Linked DNA regions of Mus musculus: all the other regions are linked to region 3. The links are chromatin contacts, called in public HiChIP or PLAC-seq and promoter capture Hi-C maps. All regions are on one chromosome and are shown on one strand. Each heading gives the region's core, a stretch centred on a gene start, on an enhancer-like site or on the middle of the called end of the contact. The rest is flanking DNA. Distances are from core to core; before and after follow the strand shown. Region 1 holds the start of Baiap2 (brain-specific angiogenesis inhibitor 1-associated protein 2). Region 2 holds the start of Pycr1 (pyrroline-5-carboxylate reductase 1). Region 3 holds the start of Faap100 (Fanconi anemia core complex associated protein 100). Region 4 holds the start of Rfng (RFNG O-fucosylpeptide 3-beta-N-acetylglucosaminyltransferase).

Evidence for each region. HiChIP or PLAC-seq counts read pairs in DNA pulled down with a chosen protein or histone mark. Capture Hi-C pulls out chosen DNA fragments and counts their contacts.
Region 1: a contact with region 3 is called in an HNF4G HiChIP or PLAC-seq map of pancreatic cancer cells. The contact joins the promoter of Baiap2 here to the promoter of Faap100 in region 3. A contact is called at or near these places in 4 of 39 promoter capture datasets (cranial neural crest, frontonasal cranial neural crest, liver and 1 more), 1 of 484 Hi-C or Micro-C datasets (embryonic stem cells) and 2 of 115 datasets of contacts at active chromatin or transcription factors (memory CD8 T cells and pancreatic cancer cells).
Region 2: a promoter capture Hi-C map of adipose tissue shows a contact between it and region 3. The contact joins the promoter of Pycr1 here to the promoter of Faap100 in region 3. A contact is called at or near these places in 3 of 39 promoter capture datasets (cranial neural crest, embryonic stem cells and pre-B cells), 1 of 484 Hi-C or Micro-C datasets (embryonic stem cells) and 3 of 9 other capture datasets (adipose tissue, liver and pancreatic islet).
Region 4: a contact with region 3 is called in an HNF4G HiChIP or PLAC-seq map of pancreatic cancer cells. The contact joins the promoter of Rfng here to the promoter of Faap100 in region 3. A contact is called at or near these places in 9 of 39 promoter capture datasets (the C10 cell line, cranial neural crest, embryonic stem cells and 5 more) and 2 of 115 datasets of contacts at active chromatin or transcription factors (pancreatic cancer cells and stem cell-derived neural progenitor cells).

What each region holds. Positions count from the first base shown.
Region 1 is chr11:119,941,724-119,944,423 of GRCm38.p6, forward strand. Baiap2 (brain-specific angiogenesis inhibitor 1-associated protein 2) reads left to right here and starts at 1,369. Exons shown (of 14, transcript NM_130862.4): 1 at 1,369-1,525. The coding sequence starts at 1,472. It overlaps Gm11767 (a long non-coding RNA gene), which reads right to left and starts at 1,371. Exons shown (of 5, transcript XR_001780400.2): 1 at 859-1,371.
Region 2 is chr11:120,642,395-120,645,094 of GRCm38.p6, forward strand. Pycr1 (pyrroline-5-carboxylate reductase 1) reads right to left here and starts at 1,354. Exons shown (of 8, transcript NM_001348222.2): 1 at 1,286-1,354; 2 at 765-893; 3 at 498-568. The coding sequence starts at 831.
Region 3 is chr11:120,377,335-120,380,034 of GRCm38.p6, forward strand. It overlaps Faap100 (Fanconi anemia core complex associated protein 100), which reads right to left and starts at 1,412. Exons shown (of 10, transcript NM_027980.2): 1 at 1,208-1,412; 2 at 994-1,112; 3 at 1-327. The coding sequence starts at 1,372. Nploc4 (NPL4 homolog, ubiquitin recognition factor) reads right to left here. Exons shown (of 17, transcript NM_001195023.1): 17 at 2,464-2,700.
Region 4 is chr11:120,782,850-120,785,549 of GRCm38.p6, forward strand. It overlaps Rfng (RFNG O-fucosylpeptide 3-beta-N-acetylglucosaminyltransferase), which reads right to left and starts at 1,355. Exons shown (of 8, transcript NM_009053.2): 1 at 1,044-1,355; 2 at 886-934; 3 at 419-521; 4 at 158-311. The coding sequence starts at 1,313. It overlaps Gps1 (G protein pathway suppressor 1), which reads left to right and starts at 1,651. Exons shown (of 14, transcript NM_145370.3): 1 at 1,651-1,876; 2 at 2,272-2,364. The coding sequence starts at 1,727.

The DNA of each region.
Region 1 (2,700 bases), core at 119-2,618, 440 kb before region 3:
GTGAGATGAAGGGGCAGCTGTAACCAACCAGTCGCAGTGAACAGTAATTGACAAGTCCTTATTTGACAGCCAGTTAGTTTAAGCTGGCTTTCTGTCACAAGAAGAACCCAAGAAAAGACAGATACACAGAGATGTACACAGAGATGTACATAGACGACAAGGAAACAGAGGACAGTGGGCTGAATTCCTTCTCCTTACACATGTAGCAAAGTGAATAGGGGCCGTCTGAGTCCCCTGCTGAGGCTTGACAGCCGCGCCTTGGATTTGTGTCCTCTGGGTTGTTGGAGTGGTGTAACCAGCTGTCCAGGAAATGGATGCTGGAGTGTTATGTTTAATTAAAAGGAAACATTCAGCTCTGGTGTTTTACAATGTAAAGCAAATAATTCCTCTCTGTTCGTCTAATTGATGTAAATATTTCTTCAAAGGGAACCGCGTTGGAACCCCGTGTGCCAACCTGGTCAGTTTTCTCAGCCAAGCCTTACCCTTCCTTAAACCATCAGCTACTGGGCAATTCCAAGCTGTGCTGAGAGGCTCCTCCCCCGGAGCTATCCACCCAACTCCCGCCCCCGCCCCAATTCCCTTCCGAACCACCCCATGGAACTCGCTCCACGTCTCCCTCGCTCCTCTCTTGGGTCCTCTTCCCGGAATTCTAGACCCAACTGTCGGCCGCCACCCTCCGTTCAGCACCAGTCCACCACAAGCACCCGCCCCAGGGCCCACCCTGTCCCGATCCTGCCTCCAGGGCTCAGGGTTCTCCCGCTAGAGTTCAGCACCTTCCTCCGTCTCCACCTACTCCGGCTCCGGGTTTCCTCCCTTCCGGAAGACCGTCCAGGGTCGACGCACGCCTCGCCGACTCACCTGCAATAGCGCGGGAGCCACCGGCCCCTGTCGCGCACTCCTGAGGGACCCTTGAGGGCCTGCAGCTCGGATCGCTGCCTCCCGAGTGCCGCCTCCACGCGCGCTCGCGCCGGTGCCACCCGCACCGCCCACACCCCGCGCTAGCTCTTCCTGCGCCACCCCGCCCCCGCTTTCCGCCCCCAGCCCGGCTGTCGCTCCGACCCCCTCAGGCAGCTCCAGGGCCTCAGCGCGCCGCGCCTCCGCCTCCCAGCGGCCGACCAATTGCCGCTCGGAGCCGGCCTCCGAGTCCCTCCTCTAGCTCCGCCCTTCGCCCCCGCCTCCGAAATCTACCAATAGAAAAGACGGCGCAGGAGCGGGCCTGGCGGTTGCCTAGCAGCGGCTAGGCTGGGCGGGGGCGGACAGCCGGGGGCGGTGATCCGGGCGCGGCGGGGGCGGGGCCCGGAGGCGGGGTTTTTGTGGGGTGGGGCCTTCAGCGGCTATAAAAGCAGCGGCCGCCGGGCGCCGCGCTCTGTGGTCCTGGTCTGCGCGCCTTTTCCTGTTGCTGCAGTTGTCGCTTTCCTCACCGCCACCCGTGCCCCTGCTCTGGTCTGTGGTGTAGCCGGGACCCAGGACCATGTCGCTTTCACGCTCGGAGGAGATGCACCGGCTCACGGAAAATGTCTACAAGGTGAGTTTCCAGCGCGGCTCCGAGTCGCCCCTAGGTCTTCAGGCCCGAGCAGGGCACCGGCTCCCGGACTGCGGGTGTGGTGGACCGATCTTCCGTTGGTCACAGGTGGCCGCGCCCGCCCAGGGTCCTTACGCCCGCCGCGGCCCGCGCCGTCCCCGAGCACGAGTGGACGCCCCCACCCCGACGGCGCCGCTCAGCCCCCGCGCGCTCCCTCAGTACGCCTGTCTGTCCTGGCGTCCGGAGGGACCGAGATGTTCAGGGCCTGGGCTGCTCTGCGATCTGGCCTGGTCCGCTGCATCCCAGAGTGAGGGGAACAAGGAGCGGGGGCGGCGTGGAGGTTGCAGGCTGCTGCGGGCGGTCGCCCTGCGCTTGCTTGGCGCGGTGGCACCGTGGGGCTCTTCTAGGTGCTGTTATGCCAGCCTCTGGGCACTTTCTCTTCAACAGGCTTTCCCTTTCCACAACTCCTTTACGAGTGTTAATGGACGTGGCCCAAAGTGGGAGGTCGAGCTCGGACAGGTTGGATGGGTGGACAGATAATCCATCATCTTATGTAACCGCAGAGGGAGAAGACTAATTGTGTAGGAGGCTGACGCGCCTGCTTTTGCTTCTGATATGTGTTAAGAGTCTCGCATTCACATACTAATCTGTGAAATGACAGTTTCTCATGGAAGAACTGCAGAGCCTTGTGCAAGCCCCCTGGTGTCATGTTATGTCCATGCTTTGGGTACAGATGGACGGGCCATTTCCTATTTCTTCACCATGGGTTCTCACAGCCCTGGCCCCTTACCCTCAACAGCACAGCCTGGGGCTCCCTGATGGCATCAGGTCCGCTGCAGTTCTCAGTGACATTTTTTTTTTCAAGAGAGAAATTCCTGCCCTGCCCTGTGCATGGCAGTCCTCTTTACAAAGCTGTGCTTTATTTCAAAACTGTCTTAAGGGTGAGTGAAAGGCTTTCCACCAGCCACTAGGTTTTCACATGGAGTTGCTGGTTCATGGCTAAATGGGATTGTGCTCTGCTCGAGAGCAACAGTTTCTGATTGTATGAACCAACCATGGTTGTGCCTTTCTAGGCAATGGCCTGTGAAACCCTCATAGCTGTGCTTGCTCTGTTGCCTACAGCAGATGGAAGCCTCCAGGGTGGCTGCTTAGGTTTCAGCTGGAGTCCCGGGGGCAGA
Region 2 (2,700 bases), core at 104-2,603, 270 kb after region 3:
GTGAGATGGGAAAGGCACTATGCCCTGGAATAGGTCCCCTTTGAAGTAGAAAAGGGACATCACAGACTTCTAAACCACAGCCCAGCCCAGCCCAGCCCACCTCGGGCAGCAGTCTCTGCAGCTGCCTGCCTTCCAGATGTGGGTGGTGGTCTCAAGCTGGGAGCCTGGCCCCCCATCCCCCAATCCTTAGCCTGAAAATCCTGGCTGAGCCATACCAAACAGAAACTGTGTCATCCATCATCATCACCCTAGCCAACTGTTTGATCTCCATGCTGCCTGGCCTTCCGGAGGCCTCCATAACCCCCATCTAGGTAACCCCATTCCAGACTAGCACTCTCTCCTACCAGCTGTATTCACGACAGGGCAGGGGAGCAGTACCTGCGGGTTCCCAATGGCAGATTTGTGTCTCCTACTGGAGTCAGGTGTGCAGCAAAACTAACCCTAGACCCAACTCTAAAGAGCTTCAGGCTTTCAATCTGCTTTCACCTGGCACCTACCCGGAGGGCCGAGACCGTAGCTTGGTCCATGTCTGGGGAGCTGGCCATTATCTTGTGTGCAGCCAGAACACCTGTAGGGGACAGAATTCCTCCCTCAAAGCTAGTTCTAGCCTCTCAGCTCCTATGAGGGAGACAGCTGAAGCATCCTTCACCTCCTTTAGGGAAGCAACCCCAAACATATGGCAGCTGTCATTTCCCAAAGGACTGAGGCCACTAACACAGACACTCCACGCTAGCACCCTCCCTGGCAGCAGCAGAATTTACTACCTGCAGCTGTGAAGCCCTTGGCTAGAGCAAAGGCTAGCTGCCCTGCCCCGATGAAGCCTACGCTCATGTCTGGAGGTCCACGACCCACAACTTTCACAGCTGACGCCGGCTCTGTAGGGCAGCAGAGAACTGTACCGACAGGACGGAAAGAGAGACGTCGGGTGGGTAATACCAAGTCTGGCCGTTCCTAGCAGCCAGGTGCTCCCCAACCCCCACCCCAGCCTGCTTAATTTCTATGTTGCTCCTCGGCTGGCCGGGTTGGGAAGTTGTCCCAGGTACCCCGACACCCCGTACCACTACCACCCGCCGCCCAGAGCCAGGATGCCTGGTCTGCAGCTGAAGGTTCTGAGCCTTCTGCAAAGGGCTCAGGGAGCCAAAAGGAAAGAGATTGATTGAAGGGGAGGGTCAGGAATCCAGCGAACCCTCAACATCCAAGTCTCCAGCTTATTTCCCAGAAGCCCCAGCCCCTAAGCCTTCATTCCAGGAGTTCCATCCCCGAAGCCCCAAGTCCCGCTACCCACAGCGTGGATATTCGGGTACACACACAACAGACAGCCCAGCCCTTCTTGCATTCGCCACGCGGCACCCGCGCCCACCGGCCCCGCCCTCACTTCATTTCAGCCAATGAGCTGTGCGCCCTGTGAGAGAGCTAGCCAATCCAGAGCTGCAGCTGGAGCCTTGTGCATTGCATCATACACAGGGCAGGGACAGACGCTCCTCCTTGCTCCCTCCCTGAGGTGAGCAGTAGTTGCGAATACAAGTCAGTATTCACAAAAGCCACGGGTCCCTCCTCTGTTGTCTTTTTGCAAGTGTTGTTTTTGTTTTTGAAAGCTAGGTACCTTCTGCAGCCACAGGCCCGTTAACTTCCCAAACCACCTCCATCCTACAGTACCTCAGCTCTCCAACTAAGGGTTTTAGAGATATTGTACTCTGGGCATCCGCAACCTCTTAGAGGAGTTTCAGGCCCATCTGCTGGTCTTGAAGCTGCAGAGCAGTCTGAGTTCACACTCTGCTAAAGTACATTTGATTCCAGTGCCTACCCCTCACCTTCCCACCTCACCCCACTCCCCAACTCCCTTAGAGGTGGCTTGCTTATTTTTTTTTTTTTCTGTTTTGTTTGTTTCCTTAGATAAAGACAAGTTGCTTTAGAAAAGTAAATTTTAAATCACTAGGAAGTTTCCAGCCTGCAAGATTTGGGGAAGGAATTTCCATCCCTTCTTCTTGGCCCTAATGACCACCACCCAAACGAGGAGACTGCTCTGTGGTGATAGTGTTCACTGTGTGGATGGCTAGTTCAATACTCAACCTCTAAAAAGAGAAGAGCTGGAGAAGAAGAGCTGTGCCAAGTTGACAGCTCAAGTCTATGCACAAAGCCTAGAAGTTCAGTTTCCCAAACTCAGCTCCCAACTTGAGATGCTTCCCAGGACTAGAGAGAATCCTCAGTGCTTAAGAGCATGTTATTCTTGCAGAGGCCCTGGAATCTGTTCCCAGTACCCACATGGCAGCTAACTATCCAGAATTCCTCTCTAGGGATCTAACACTGCCTCTGAACCCCTCAGTCACCAGGTATGCAAAGGTGAGCATGCGTACATGCAAGCAAAACACTTAAAATAAACTAAATTTTTTAAATGTATGCTTTTCTCCAAGTGATAATAAACATCACTCCTAAAACAAAGAAAGACAGTTCTGTCATCTAGGGAGCCCCAGAAACCTTCTCCCATTTTCTTCTTGAGTCTTAGCTCTCACTTCCCCTGCCTTCTCTAGCACCTCTGAAATTTAGGTTGGATGTGATGCTGAGGGCAGAAAGCTACTGAACAGTGAGGATGCTGGGGACTTAGCGAACATGCTAGAGTTCAGAGTTTTGGCTGGTAACAGAATAAAAGGGACACCCCTCAAAAAAATCAGTCAAAACTCGGTGAGGTATAATACATCAGTA
Region 3 (2,700 bases), core at 162-2,661:
CTGGAGTCTGGTGGGAACACGCAGCACAGCACGGGCAGGAAGCGGGGGGCTGCAGGCTTCTCTGGCACCCCACCTGGTGGGGTGCAAGTGGACAACTCCACCTCACCAATCTGGCCTCTGGGCAGAGGCTCCTCCCCTGCACAGGGACGCTCAAACAGCTGCATCTTCCACTGGGTGGGGCCCTGTGCCAGGGTGACCAGCATATCATCCAGCACGGTGAAGGCACAGAGGGCAGCGTCAGGGAGGACACACGCATCCGGGTCCACATGGATCACAGGGTAGGGGGGAGCCGCTTCCTCTTTGTCCTCACAGGCCTGGCTCCCAGACCTTCAGGAACAATGGAAGCATAGTCAGTATTGGGTGGGGTAGACTCACACCGTGCTCAGCAGTAACCTGACTTGCTCTGAGTAGGCTAGGCAGGAGACATCACAGGCCATTCAGCAGGTAGGTCTCTCTCTCTCTCTCTCTCTCTCTCTCTCACACACACACACACACACACACACACACACACGCTTGACACAGGATCAGCCAGAAACATAGCTCTGCAGATCGAGGCAGCTTGGGAACTATTCCCAAGGCTGCCTGGGCTGTGCACGGTGAGTTCTTCCAGCACAAGCCAAGGGACACGAGCTTTTGCCACTCACTGCTTGCCAGAGACACCGTCTTCTGAGACCCACTTCCAAGAGGTCTTGCCAGGCACCGGAGGGCAGTGATAGCGGTGCTCCTGGTTGCAGACTTCACTACCTGAGCCTCAACAGCTAAGAACTTCACAAAAGCAGACACAACTGCCACGCCTGCATATGCACAGGTACTAGAGAGCGGGAATGGGCGGCCTAGACCGCAGTCCTCTGCTTCCTACCCCAGTGTGTTGTCAGTGGCCGTCAAAGGGACTACTACTGGGACAAACCTCTCACAACTAGGAGGACATGAAAGCCGGCCTCCCTGGGGACCCGACTTGTCACTGGCCGGCCGCGTGGGGCCACGCCCCCTCACCTGTCCAGCGAGTCCAACGACAGGCAGTAGATGCCAGTCCGGGCACACAGGACGTAGAGTGCCCTGCGGATGGCCAGGAGCTGCAGGTGCCATACCTGGTCGGGAAACTGGTACACCGCCTGGGCGCCAGGAGAGCGAGGTCAGGCGAGGGCACACGCGGCCCCGGCTCACCTCGGAACGGCGCCGCCCGCCCGCCCTCCCGCCCTCCGCTCACCGTCAGCAGCCCGCCCTCCTGGTCATACACATAGACGAACTCGCGTCCGGTGGACAGAAAGACCTCAGCCTCATGCCGCAGCACAAACGGCTTCCCCGCCGCTCGGCCTCCGAGCGGGCAGCAGAAGTCCGACAGGTAGTGCACGCGCGAGGAAGCGCCCGCCATCCTGCGGGCGCCGGGCCAGAGCTCAGCCCGGAGGGGCGGTGCCGCCTCCAGGCTTTACGGCCGCCCACGGCGCGGCGCGGCCTCCGCCGTAAAGCGGCCGCTGCGGAGGCGTGGCCGGAGCCTGCTGCAGGGGCGGGGACAGTTGCTCTACGGTCCGCTAGAGGGCGGGAACGCCCCCAAACACCGTGGCTTAGCAAAGAGCCACAACGGGAGGCACAAAGCCAGAGGGTAGCCAAATAATGCAGTCCTGCAAGTTCACTGGGGCCCGCGTCAGGGCCCTTGCCTCGGATCACCTACCTGTTGAGCAGAGGTTGCTCTGGTGCAAGGCTTGTATGCAGCACTTGCCCTGGCACCGTTTTGTGACAGCACTTGAGAGCACCACCCGTATAGCACGGGGTTTCAGGAGTAGGGTGGCACAGCACACCATTCAGTCCCTTGATAGGGAAAAAGGTGCTTCAGGCCAGCCATCCAGAAGAGCCTTTGCTCCACTCATGAACGCGGCAGGATGTGATTCTACAGCAGAGGATGCTGAAAACCCTAATGAGCTGGGTCTAAGGGAAACCACATTTTCTTCAATGACAGCTCTTCTTGGGGCTCCCTGAGGGAGCAGGCGGAGAATCCTACCCTGGAATGAGGCTCCAAGTACAAGATGAAATACTACTCTTCCAGAGCACTCATCAGAAACTAGACACCACTGCCTATGCTTCTGAAGTGGCAGCTACTCGGAGGGCTGAAGGCAGGAATACTTGAGTTCGGAGCCAGCGCAGGCAACCTTGACTCTTAAAAGAACGTTCATCTGAAAATTACAGCGGACAAATCTACAAAGGTGTGTGGGGTCACAACCAGGCACAAAACGTCCTGTGAACTTAGAGAGCATAGTGTAACCCTAGTGTAGATGTCAGAACAACATCCTGGGGCTGGAGAGACGGCTCAGCCGTAAGAGCACACGCTGTACTTGCAGAAGACCCAAGTTTGATTCCCAGCATCCACATAGGGAAGCTCACAACCCCCAACAGCTCCAGGGGCTCCTACATCTTTTACTAAGGTATTTATGTGTACAAAAGCATACGATTAAATAAATAAAAGCTGTGTGGTGGTATACACCTTTAATCCCAGCACTCAGGAGGCAGAGGCAGGTGGATCTGAGTTCAAGGCCAGGCTGGTCTACAAAGCTAGTTCTACAACAGCAACGCTTATGAAAACAAAACAAAACAAAAAACAAAAAGCTCTGTCTGGAACTGGACACCCCCCAGCCCCAAATATTTATTTCTTAGGCTTTATAGTTGTAGCCTGTCTGTGCTTCCAGAGTACTGGGAATAAAGGCACAG
Region 4 (2,700 bases), core at 105-2,604, 410 kb after region 3:
TGTCACCTGTGGCCTCTAAGGCCTTCTCTATCACTGCGCCTGATTGGCCCGTTCCATGGAAGCCAGGGTAGTTGGCCCATGCCTGCCTTAGGGTTTTCTCACTCTTCAGTGCTCCTTGGGTCAGCCCCAGGGAGGAGCATGTTAGCCCAGCACTCACGGTGCCACCGCCTTGGACCCTCTCTGTGGCTTCGATGGGGTGGTCCAGGCTAGGTCGCCCCAGGTAGATGTCCTGGTTGGAAGAGAAGGTGGAAAGCAGGTGCAGCAGGCTTTTGGGGTTCACGTAGTTGTCATCATCCACGTGGCAGAACCATCTGAAGGTGGAGGGAGAGGTCTATGCACTGAGGCCCCCCCCCCCCCAGTTTGGGTGGGAGCCTCCACATCGTTCAGTCCTGGTTCTCTGACAGGTGAGGTTACTTACTTTCGTCCAGATTCTAGGAACTTATCATATTCCACCGACATTTTGCAGCACAGTGCTTGGCGGGTGCGCACAGCAGAGCAATTGGTGTTGATCATGCGGCCGCCTGCACGGGACATACGGGAATATACGTGAGTGGTGAGTGTTGACTTCTAGCTTGCCTCCTCAGGTTTAGGCCTGTCCAGCCACTGAGCACAGCCCTCATTCTGAAGCAGATGACAGTTGCTTAGAACAGCACAGGTGGGACAGGACAAGACTTGGCAGGCTGAGCCTTCCTCGGGGAATCTGGGTGACATTAGCCATGCGTGGCACCCTGTCGGGAACTGGGGGCAGGGTGGGGATCTGGGTTAGGGTTAGGGTGGATGGGTGTCCTGGCTCTGCCCTCCACTAGCTGTGTGACAGTAGGCAAGTGCCCGACGCAGGAATGAATGGCCCTGGTAGCTACAACTCAGGCCAGGGGAGCATCTCACCTGCCAGCATCTGGAGCTCAGGGTCGTCTCCATCGGTGAAAATGAACGTCTGTGGGAGAAAACGCCGTGAGTGGGTCGGGGAGTCGGTGCAGAGCCCGGGGACCAGGGGCGCCAGCCTGGAATCCAGGACCCTGCGCGGCGGGGGACGGGACGCGCACCTGCCGTGGGGCTCGTGAGATCCAGGTACGCAGCAGCAGCCGCAGGCGCGGGCCGTGGTTCTTCCGAGTGGTCTTGACTGCAATGAAGACGTCGTCGGGTTGCAGGCGGTCTCCCTCGAGGGTCAGGCTCCGGGTCGGGACCCGATCGGGGTCCGGTGCGGGCGCGCGAGGCAGCGGCAGCGGTAGCGGCAGCGGCAGTAGCAGCAACACAGCCAGGACCGCGGCCAGCGCGAGGCAGGCCCGGCACAACACCCGCCGCGCACGGCTCATGCGATCGCCCCGGCCCGGGCGCTGGGCGCCCGCCTGCGACCGCGGCGGCCCCTTTAAGAGTGACAGCACCCCGCCCCAAGCCCTGACCCGGAACTGACGGACGCGCCGCCCCGGAAGCGAACGTCGCCGCGGCGCCGGGGGTGGAAGATGCCGCTGCCGGTTCAGGTGTTTAACTTGCAGGTAGGGCTTGGTGGCTGCGCTCGCCGCGTGGCCGTTCGGTCCGGAGCGGGCCTGGTGGGCGGGGCCGGCGGCAGGCAGGGCGGGGCGGGGCGGGGCCGGCGGCTCTGGCCTGGGCGCGCGAGCGTCGCCTGCCTCGCGGGCCGCCCTGGGCCCCGGCCCCCGCCCCGCCCCCGCCTCGCGCGCCAACGCTTTCCGTGCGGTGCCGGCCTCGCAGAGAGGCGCGTCAGGCCAACATGCGGGGCAGCCCGGCGCCCAGCTCGGCCTCGTCGTCGGCCTCCGACCTGAGCCGCAGCCCTGCGCACAGCAGGTCCGACTTGCGGCCCGGCACGGCGGGCGACTACAGCCTGAGCGCCAGCCTGTCGGCCTGCACGTTGCTTTCCGAGGTACGGCTGCGCGCCCGCCCGGGAGCGGCTCTCCCGACGGCGCTTGAGGCCCTGGGCCCTGGAGTCCGGGATGCGCCGACCCCTTCCGCGGCGTGGCCAGTCTGCTCTGGCTCTTTGGATTGATGAAAATAGGGTGACAATCTGTTTGGATCTCTGTGGCCTGGAGGGAGATGGGTCGGGATGGCGGCCCGGAACGCTTGATGGTTCCCGCAGTCAGTCTCAAGAGTTGTGCGCAGGACCTGGGTGGGAGAGCTGAGGGCGCTTGGCTGCCAGCACCTGTGGGGGCCCAGTGCAGTTCTGCCTTGGAAAATCGAGGGCAGAAGCGACCGTGGGGGACAGGAACATCCTCTGCTGTCCCTGGTGCCCTGTGTCAAGCTGCTCTTCGTGTATTGCAGGGGGCCGTGGAACCCATGCAGATTGATGTCGATCCGCAGGAAGATCCGCAGAACGCACCTGATGTCAACTATGTGGTGGAGAATCCCACCCTGGTATGAATCCCACGTGGCGGGGGACTCCTGGTGACTTGGACATGTTGAGGGGTCCAACTCAGACTCCCGCTATGGTGTATATCCTAGGACAGCTGATGCTTTTTAGCAACTACTTTAGACACATCCCTCTAAGCCAGGAAACTGGGTTTTCATTTGCCCACCTGTGTTGGGTTCTCAGGTAGTGCTAAGACCCTGCACCTGCTTCTCCATAGGGCACAGCCCCATTGGGTCAGTGTGAAGCAAAGCTGTATTTGCCGCTGACACTTACCCTTTTCTTACCCCAGCATCCATCACTTGTTGAGTTTCCATTTCCCGGGGCAGAGCTTGAACCTGATG